Regions from separate parts of the Podarcis muralis genome. Here region 2 is linked to region 1. Evidence: chromatin contacts called from public Hi-C data. All regions are on one chromosome and are shown on one strand. Each heading gives the region's core, a stretch centred on a gene start, on an enhancer-like site or on the middle of the called end of the contact. The rest is flanking DNA. Distances are from core to core; before and after follow the strand shown. Region 1 holds the start of RIC1 (RIC1 partner of RAB6A GEF complex). Region 2 holds the start of AK3 (adenylate kinase 3).

What was found. Hi-C and Micro-C count contacts between places; a contact is called where the count stands out from the background.
Region 2: a Hi-C map of tail shows a contact between it and region 1, with 2.8 times the contacts expected there. The contact joins the promoter of AK3 here to the promoter of RIC1 in region 1. A contact is called at or near these places in 2 of 3 Hi-C or Micro-C datasets (blood and tail).

What each region holds. Positions count from the first base shown.
Region 1 is chr17:22,012,476-22,017,773 of rPodMur119.hap1.1, forward strand. It overlaps RIC1 (RIC1 partner of RAB6A GEF complex), which reads right to left and starts at 2,405. Exons shown (of 26, transcript XM_028713043.2): 1 at 1,846-2,405. The coding sequence starts at 1,986.
Region 2 is chr17:22,230,342-22,235,639 of rPodMur119.hap1.1, forward strand. It overlaps AK3 (adenylate kinase 3), which reads left to right and starts at 2,119. Exons shown (of 5, transcript XM_028711934.2): 1 at 2,119-2,352. The coding sequence starts at 2,199.

The DNA.
Region 1 (5,298 bases), core at 1,155-3,654:
CAGTTCCCTGCCATATGGAGAAGCTGGTAGGTAACTATTGTCAGCAGAACTGTCATTGCCAAACTGTGCTTGAAAGGTACAGACTCACTGTGTAAAATTGAAAGAAAGTATGTCTTTCCAGATCTAATGAATGGTACTTGACTCTTCCTGAATAGAAACCTGTGTAAAAACCGAACATTCAGACTTAAGGTGTATGACCAAAATTGGTCTTTGTGGATTTTCACACTGTATATGTGTAGAAATCATGAAGAAGCAATGATCATTTGGGGTCAAAATGTAGGTATCAACTGCACTTAATGTTATCCACTGTTTCTTTTAAAAGTTTAGTGGACATATTATTGGAAATATTAATTTATATGTACCAACTATCATTGCTATAGTACAGCAGAAGATAGAACTGAAAAATAGATCAGATGTGCCAACATTTTAAACTGAAATAAGTATTTGAAAAAATAGGGACTTTAGCTTCAGCAACTAATTAATCTACAAGAGAACCAGACAATCAAAACTGTGTGGCACTGCCCCTATAAATAAGCATCATTCAAACCCAACTTTCTCATCTTTTTAGAGTTATTTATGTCAGTAACGAGCCTCTGGAAATCAATCAATCTGAAGGCTGCAGGCAAGAAGAACTATTGGGAGGCATCCCTGAATTTAGAGGACCCTGCCCTATCATTCAAAAGACCGTACAACACAATGATACTATGTATTTGCCTTAAGTCTTGCTGGCATTCCCTTTACTAAGGCAAGTTAACATGAAACAACTGTGAAGTAGGCCAATCATTTCCAAATTTGCTGTCAAAGAACAGAGGCTCTAACCGAAGTCACACATTGAAAAATTTTGAAGTCAGGCTTTAAAGCTTAGGGTCAAACCCATTAAAACAACAGCCCTCTGATCTCATTGAGCTCAGTCAAACCAGTGTTCAAAATTTGCCAGGCACATTTTGCACCTAGCTATCGACCACTTGCGACTAAGTGAGGATGACGCCTGACATCACCATCTGGAGGTGCATGCTTGGGGATTCTTGGATCTGGACTGTTTCCACACACTAATACCCCATCCTGTAGAAGTCTATCAGTTATATTTCATATGCACCCTCCCTGTGGAAACGCCCTCCCATCCCATGTCAAGGAGATAAAGAACTACACAACTTTTAAAAGACACCTGAAGGCAGCCCTGGATCGGGAAGTTTTCAATGTTAGACGTTTTACAATGGGGGGTGGGGTGGACTGGGTGCCACAGGGGAATGCTGGGTGCCACGAAGGGGGGCCTGCAGGGCATTGGAGCTGCATGGGAATTGGTAGGTCAGGCTTCCTCAAACTCGGCCCTCCAGATGTTTTGAGACTACAATTCCCATCATCCCTGACCACTGCTCCTGCTAGCTTGGGGTCATGGGAGTTGTAGGCCAAAAACATTTGGAGGGCTGAGTTTGAGGAAGCCTGTGGTAGGCGGTCCTAGGCATCTCCTAAAAAGAGCTTGACCACTTTGAAGCATCTCCAATAATAATGATAATAATAATTAATAAATATTATTTATACCCCACCCATCTGGCTGGGTTTCCCCAGACACTCTGGGCGGCTCCCAACAGAATATTAAAAACACGATAAAACATCAAACATCAAAAACTTCCCTAAACAGGGCTGCCTTCAAAAAATCAGACAGTTGTTTATCTTATTTAAACCTCCAACCCCAGGCGCCGGCGGGGGTTGCTACGCCGCTGCGTTTTGTTATGTTTTTATATTCTGCTGGAAGCCGCCCAGATAATAATAATAATAATAATTAATAATAATAATAAATAATAATAGAAGCGGGCGACGGCCCAGCGAGGGTCTCCTCCTACTCACCCTGTTGTACCAGATGCCGAGCTGGGAGCGGGACAAGACGGCGAACAGAGTCCGCTGCGGGTCGGCCTGGATGCGGAGCGGGGGCTCCCTGGCCTCGGCGGGGCACAGTAGCCTCTTCGGCCACCCGCTCAGGAAATACATGGCTGGCGAGCAGGCAGGCAGGCAGGAGGCCGCCTGTCCCGGCGAGGCACTAGCAGGCCGGAGCCAGGGGCTTTCCCCTCATGGGCCTCCTCGGGCGAGGGAGACTCTGCCCCGCGCGGCCTGCGGAGGGTCCGCGGAGGAGGAGCCGCGCATAATCCCCGCCTGAGGGGCGCTGGGAAGAGACTGAGGGGGGCGGCTCGGAAGAAGGGGCTCCCTCCTCTCCGCTGGGCCGGGTCGCGGGGAAAGGGCCGTTACAGCTCAGGACGGAGCCCTCGCGGCGTCGCCTCAGCCTCCCCCCGGGAGCCCTCGCTCGCTCTCCCCGCCAAGGCTCCCTCCGCCGGCGCCGCCATCTCTTCTCCTCAGCCGCGTCAAGGCGTCTGGTCGCCGAAATATGCCGGCGGGTGGGCGGGAGGGAGGGAGAAGAGGCGCACGCGCACAAGCGTCGGCAGCCCTCCGTCGGAACGACTCGGCAACCCCGCTGGGGATAGGAGAGGGCGGGCGGGCGCGGGGGGGGGGGAGGGGAAAGCGGAGACACACTAAAGGCGTCGCTATTGGTTCAGGCGCCGGTGAAGGGGAGGAGCCGGAAGTGGCGTCGTCGGAGCAATCGCGAGGCGGCCATAGAGAGAGAGCGAGAGAGCGCCGCTCGAAGGCTGGGGCTGGAACGCGCGCGCCCCCTGGCTTCCTGTTCTGAGCGGTGGAGGAAACGCGACGTGTCTCTGCCCGGAGCGGCTGAGCGGGCAGGCGGAGGGTCGCTGGTGGTGGGTTCATAAAGGAAGGTCGATAGCTGGATTCGGTTCATGTAATTCCTTTTCTTTTTTTCGAATAAATTTTTATCATGGCCTCCAATATTTTCCCCATTAAAATAGGGACGTCCTATTTAATAATAATAATAATAATAATAATAATAATAATAATAATAATAATAATAATTTATTTATATGCAACCCATTAAACATTAAATAACTTCCCTATACTGGGCTGCCTTCAGATGTCTTCTAAACGTTATATAGTTACTTCTTTCCTTGGCTCGCGGGTTGCATAACTCCATACCCTCCAACATTTGTTTGATGAAAATAGGAAAAGCAAGACATTCCGGGTATCATAGCAGAAACCGGGATGGCTTCTGTAAATCCGGGACTATCCCTGGAAAATAGGAACACTTAGAGGGTCTGTTTTATTAGGAATACAAAAATTAATATCTTTCCCTTATTTTTTGCCCAAATTAAGACTTTGATCTAAATGCAATAGAAACACAAAGAGAAAGGAATAAATAAAGATAGAAGTAAAGAAAAAGAAATAGGGAAGAGGTTAAAAGAAAGAGAGAAATGAAATTCAGAAAATAAGGGACTTCCGATTCTTCGTCCGTCTGCTATATATTGTCCGCTATATATTCATTTCATCCACTCCAGTATAACACCCAACAAAACCACATTCTGTAAACAAATAGGTTCTTCCTTTTCTGAGCTCTGATCTCCGTTGTTGCACCGATCTCAGATGGTTAGATACACACGGGCTGTGCAGGTTCATGTGAAATAGCTGAATACATGCAATTTTGAAACTCCTTGCTAAGTCTTGATACCGCAGAAGTTTCTATAGCATTGAATTGGGCACCTGCAGTTTCCTTTTTCCCAATCAGTTTAATTAAAAGTTTTCAGATTTAAAAAACCTAGCCACACAGATCTAATATGAACAAACAATACAAAGAGAAAATGGAGGCAATAAAAGGAAAATGAAAGAAGAAGAACGGAAATTGTGTGTGTGTGTGGACCAGTGGATTCCCAACATGTACACTCAGGACTCTGTAAACACTTCTCCCTCCCAAACAAACCATTGACGGTCATTTTCTTAAGGGAAATCAATTTCATTCTTGATTGAGAACTAGAAATGAATTTGAAACACTAATACGTGCTTAAGAGCAGCTGTAGCCCTGTTGTTTGCTTTTAGCTTGAGGAACATTTTTTAAAACTCCCTTGCAGTCTGAAGTCCATCTCACACTTGAACTCTGATCTCCTTTAATGGAAATATGATTGCTCATTTATTAGTTAATTGGTTCTATAAAGAAAATTCTTAACAACTAGTCAAATACAGGTACCCGCAGAAGCATAATAGGTTTGACAATATCTGCATCTAAATACATTTTTTCATGTTAGAAATTAAACTTTTGTGGGTTCATGTGTTTTGTAGTAAAGGGTAAAGGGACCCCTGACCATTAGGTCCAGTCATGGATGACTCTGGGGTTGTGGCTCTCATCTCGCTTTATTGGCCGAGGGAGCCGCGTACAGCTTCTGGGTCATGTGGCGAACCAGAGCAGCGCACGGAAACGCTGTTTACCTTCCCGCTGGAGCAGTACCTATTTATCTACTTGCACTTCGTGCTTTCGAACTGCTAGGTAGACAGGAGCAGGGACCGAGCAACGGGAGCGCACCCCGTTGCAGGGATTCGAACCGCCAACCTACTGATCGGCAAGTCCTAGGCTCTGTGATTTAACCCACAGCGCCACCCGTGTCCCTGTGTTTTGTATTATGCTTATGTAAACCTTGTGTTTGATAAACACAATTAATGTGTTCACATCAATTCAAACAGAAATGAAAAGAAAAAGCAATCCATATATTTCTTTAAAATAACAAACAAAGATGAATAGAGCAAGAGCAAAGTCTGTATATACTAACCAGGTTCAACTGGTGCATTTGCATCAAAACAGCCCAAGGCATAAATATTTACTAAAGAAACAGCATTATCAAGTGCCTAAAGGTAGTTTCCAATGCTTGTCAATACAAATTTCCCATTTATTGAAGTTATAAAATGTGGCCACTAGAATCATAGAATCATAGAGTTGGAATAGACCACAAGGGCCATCGAGTCCAACCCCCTGCCAAGCAGGAAATCTGCCTCTTGCAAAAAGCTTACGAAGAAAGAAATATTCCCACTGCTACAGTTGGTAAAACTGAAAGCTTAGATTGCCAAACCAGTCACTAAAGCGAGTGTTGGCCAATTAGACATGAACAGGTTGCAAAACACTAAGCCTCCATTGTATTAGCATTCGGAAAACCTTGTCGTTGTCAAAGCCAAGTTCAGAAAGACACAATTTATGGAAAGAAACATGGCTTTCACATCATACTTTCTATTTTAAACAGGAGATATCACACACTGAAGACTGGAAGCCAATGGTTGTCACTTCTGAACCCTGATGTTGGTTGCGGTTTCTGAAGAACACTGGCAAATGCTCACCATGAGCAGAAAACTTGACTGCCTGTTTAGAAACATGCAAAACAGAAATACTTGGGAGTTGAGAAAATGAGATTTTGTCACATT
Region 2 (5,298 bases), core at 869-3,368, 220 kb after region 1:
CCCTTCCATCTGCAGATATTCTTCATAAAATAAGTTACTGCAGTTTGTGGGTCACCTCTTCCTTTAGACACACACACACACACACACACACACACACACACACACTTTCTCTTGCTTTCGATGCTGCTCTCTGTTCTCTCCTGGCAAAAAGCAAGCCTGGCTAGTCCAAAATGCCCAGCCTTAGATGGACATGGCATTTCAGCAATGTTCCTCATACATACTTTGAAGGGCATGTGGACGCATGTAAAACAAAAATAAAATGACTTCAGGCTCAGCCCATAGGTCTGCTTATCCTCACTGCTGCACATTTTACACGGCTGAGGGAAATTAGCAGACAAAGTGCAAGAGGTCTATTTCCAGCATATTAGAATTTAGTTAAGGAGTACCTAGGGCGTTTGGATAAGGAGAGTCAAATCTCAAGGCTTAATCAGATGACATCAAGGAAAATCAACCTTGTGCTTCGTTGGCAAGCTCCTTCTCTCTCCAAGGCAGAATTCCCCACCATGCCAGATTACCAGTTGAGTTCAACATCAATGACTGGTTGAGCATTTAGCAATGCACTCTCCCACGTTTCTTCAAAAGAAATGCAACTTTCCTATGGCGTCAAGCGTTGCTTTCCAGCTGGGCTTTGTGATAGGAATTTTATGGTCTTAGATATATGGTAATGTTCATAACTGCACATACATAGATCAACACAGGAAGGCCAACCTGGAACCATTTTGATTCCTAAACTGACCAAATCCTTTCTCTGCAAGGTTAAACTGGAAAAGCCTCCCCATTGTCTCTTTCCTCACAAATCCTGTCTCAAGGATATGTCTGTTTGAATAAGGTGTGAGGCTGTGACCTGGCCCAGGAAATAAGTATTTTACCACTACAAAAGAATGGCCAGGCTCCCCGGGAAATCCAATCAAGTAACTTGCCAGACAGGAGATAAAACTGTGACAAGGGAAAAACAACATTTAAATTTCTGTGATGTAGGTGGGATGTATCGGAGGGGTGGTCTTAGGATACACCCCTTCTGTGATGTATGCATAATGTTTCTGGGGGTGGTCTTGATCTAGAGAATGGGAATTTCAAAAGTCTTTATAAGGTCTTGCACACCATCTTTCTGGGTCCTCCTCCTCTCCTGCATGTGAGGGAGTACCCTGTTGCAACAGATCAATAAAGATCAAGCTTACTAGCTGCTTTGCTTCTCAATATTCTCTGGTTGGCCTCTGTTATTTTCTCCTACCAATAGGGAACCTATGTAAGGACTCTATATGGGCTCTTGGATACCCCATAAGGGAAAAGGGCATATATTTTTATTTACAACAGCTTCAATACCTTTGAGAGCCATCTGGACTGCCTGGATGAAAAGGAGTGGTGGGAGCCACCAACTGGGGAACGCCCAAGGGAACCCCCCAGGCGAGAAGGCTCAGAGCCAGGGGGTTTCCTCAGTGGCACAAAACATTTGCTAAAAGAAAGGAGGCAGAGCAGTCTATTGTCAACAGTCTATCGAGTGTTGTGCTGCAATACCACAGTATGTATTGGCAAGTTATCATTTGGGAATCTTTGCCTCAATCCACCCCCCCCCCCCATCTTGCAGTTGGTGGGGAGAGAAACTTAATCCTTTGCGATCCTAAAAACACACATTCCCAAAGGATGAAGAGAGAGATATAAGACCCCACTGGCTCAAGCCAAAGGCCTAGCTAGTGGAACATTTTGTCATAGTGGCCAACCCGATGTCTAGAGGACATGAGCAGGACATGAACGCAATAGCAGAGGCTGGATGGCCGCCTGCCTCGCACGATCCCGTGGAGATCCCCGCATTGCAGGGGGTTGGACTAGATGACCCCGGGGGTGCCCACGATTCTTCGGTTCCTCTTTTCGATCCTTCTGGTAAGTCCTTTCTCTGCGCGAGAGAGAGACTGGCACACACAAGAGAGAGAGAGAGAGGGAAAGGGTTTTTTTGGTGCGGTTGTGATTATTATTATTTTTTGCTCTTTCAAGGCAAGCGGAAAGCCAACTGCAGCCGAGAGGAGAGGCACGAGGTGGCGGAGTGCGCCCCTCCCCGCAGCCCTCCTCTTCCGACAGGCGAGGCCGGCCTCCGGGGCGGGAGCAGCGGGAGGAGCCGCCCCTCCGGCGGAGGCAGGAAAGGCGTCGCTGGCTGGGCAGCCGGAGGAGCCTCGGGGAGCGAGCGCAGCGCGCTTGGCTGGGCGATGGCGGCGCGGCGGGCGCTGCTGCTGCGCGCCTTGATCATGGGCCCGCCGGGCTCCGGCAAAGGCACCGTGTCGGCGCGCATCGTCCAGCACTTCGCGCTCAAGCATCTCTCCAGCGGGGACATCCTGCGCGACAACATGAACCGCAAGAGCGGTAGGCAAGGAGCAAATCCTAGGTGCCAACTGCCCGGGGCCCTGCGTGCCCAGCACCCACGAAAGCCCCCACGAATGGCACGGGTGCGCATTGGTGCCGGGGCCATGCACGCTGCAGGGCACCCACGGCCTCAGGCTCCCACGGTCGCGGGTACCCAGGGTCGCGGTGCCAAGCTGGTACTCTTGGTGCAAATCATGCCCGGGTGAACCTCACCCCACCCCCCGCGCGCGCGCCTTTTCGCCGGGACTGCAGACCTCGGGCATCCAAGGGGCCGTTGCAAAATTAGGAGTGAATGTTGTCCTTTCCCCCCAAAGCAAGGAAGGCTCCTCCAATGTCAAACATAGAGGGAGCTTATTGTATATAGTGTTTACTTAATTGAAGTAAAATTGGTTTTATATGGGTGTTTTAACTTGGAACCGTTTAAATTGTTTGTTTATGGATAAATTTTGATGTATTGTTTTAGATATGGGCCAATGGCCGTAATAAATCAAATCAATCAATCAATCCTCCAATGTCAAATTTGTCGCTGGCAAACAGACTCCCCACCCTCCCGCTGCCTTTTTGCCCCCCTGGCATATTGCTGGGATGCGCCTTTGCAAACTCCGGGAGGAAGAGAAGAAGAATTGGTCGCTTTCTCTCCCCTCCCCCTCTTTCTTTTTTGGCTGCGTTTATCACCCTTCTGGCAGGCAGAAATTCGGCAGGTGGGGAGGATTTCCTTTCAATGTTGTTGTTGGGGTGTTTGCCCTTACTGAGAGCTTCCATTTGTACGTTTCCCAGCACAATTCAAAGTGTTGGTGCTGACCTTGAAAGCCCTAAACGGCCTCGGTCCTGTAAACCTGAAGGAGCGTCTCCACCTCCATCGTTCAGCCCGGGCACTGAGGTCCAGCGCTGGCGGTTCCCTCATTGCGAGAAGTGAGGTTACAGGGAACCAGGCAGACGGCCTTCTCTGTGGTGGCACCCCCCTGTAGAACGCCCTCCCAGCAGATGTCAAGGAAATAAGCAACTGTCTTATTTTTAAAAGACATCTGAAGGCAGCCTTGTTTAGGGAAGTTTTTAATATTGAATGCTCTATTGTTTTTAACACTCGATTGGGAGCCGCCCAGAGTGGCTGGGGAAACCCAGCCAGATGGGCGGGGTATAAATAATACATCATCATCATCATCATCGTTGTTGTTGTTGTGGTCGTTATTATTATTATGGATTGCTTTGAAGCCATTTCTGTGCCAGGTAACGGTCATTTTAGCCCAACAATTCCCCTCCACCCCACCTGCCCTTTATTTTGCCAGAACTGCTATGTATATTTTGCCCAACCCAAAGGTGGCGGCTACCCTCACTCCATCCTACTAGCAGCTATGGTAGGAAGAGGGGCAAGAGATGTGCATTGCAGTGGGTTGGACTAGATGACCCTTGGCTTCCCTCCCAACTCTGCAACTCTGATTCTGGGTTTGTTGGTGTCGGTGGCCGTGCTCGGGTCTTTTGACTCATGGGTGCACAAGCACCACTATGGAGAAAACAGACACATAGGCAACCTTGTGGCACAGGTGGAAAAATTGAATTGTGTTCCCCTGGAGGCCCAGGGCTTTGGCATAGTGCGATCTCTCCTGCCAGGCTCTCCAATGCCTCCTTGCAAACTGCTTGCTTGGCCCAATAGGGAGTGCTGGATTTATGTATAAACTAAACAAGCTATAGCTTAGGGCCCTACTCTCTTTTCTGTTGTTTAGTCGTCTTAGTCGTGTTCGACTCTCCGTGACCAAATGAACCAGAGCATGTCTTGGAAACTCTCACTTTCTTCTCAAAGCTTCTCCTTTTTTATGTCCATGGAGTTTTCTTGGCAAAATACTGGAGTGGTTTGCCAATTCCTTCTCCAGGTGGATCACATTTAGTCTAAACTCACAGCTTCTTGGAGTTATTCAAGTCCCTTCACCACAACAAGGCAGGGATCCATGAAGGGGCCCACTCTCTTGGGGGGCCCCCCAAAAATGTAAAGGAAAAAATCCTGGATGTACATTTCCAAAATATAAGATAGAAAACAAATAAAACCTACATACAGCAACAGTGTTTTGTGTTGTGTAGGTTCCTATTTGTTAAGTGCAAATGGCTTTAGATACCGATTAGGTCCATAAATTACCATATAGCATATATTCAACATAAAAAACAGCGACAATTTGTTATTGACAAAGGACAGCTGGACATATAAAGGGCCCCATTACCTTCAGTAGCTTAGGGCCTCATCAAACCTAAATCCGGCCCTGCCAATAGGTGAAAGTTAAAACTGTGCCAGCCATGGGGTGTACATGCAACGACAGCATTCTCTTTGGAGTGGCGCCCTATTCATACACAGACATACCCTTAAGACTGGATTTGTGAAGGAAAAGACAATGGGGAGGCTTTTCCATTTTCTTTTGACTTTGCAGAGAAAACATTTGGTCAGTTTGGGAGCCAAAATGGCTTCATGGCTGTTTTCCTGTTCTGCTTCAGACATGTGGTTTATATATTTATGTACGTGTTTGCTTGGTACATTTATGAACATTTATTATATATATAAGACCTTAAATTTTTTTTTTATTTCACTGCAAACAAACAATGTTTGTTGCTGCAAACAAACAAAGAGGACTGCTCTTGGCTTGCTGCTCATGGTCTTGTTTGCAGGATACAAAGCACCAGCCCAGGTTCAGACATAACACCAACCTCATTTGCAGCAAGCCTTGGTTTGGCTTAATCCTGCATGTGAACTCTCGTCCTTTCCCCCTGCTCTTGCTAGTTAAAATCTCATGTGGTGCTGAATAGCAGGCACCTAGCCCTGTTCAAATAAGCTTTGCTATCCTTTGCAAGTTCATGCAAGTTAAACATTCACTTGTATTGACTCTCAGAAGGCCAACATGCCTGACTGCGGATATCCCTTCCCGGTGCGCCCAGTGACTTTATAAGCAATTCTCCTAGGAGTTT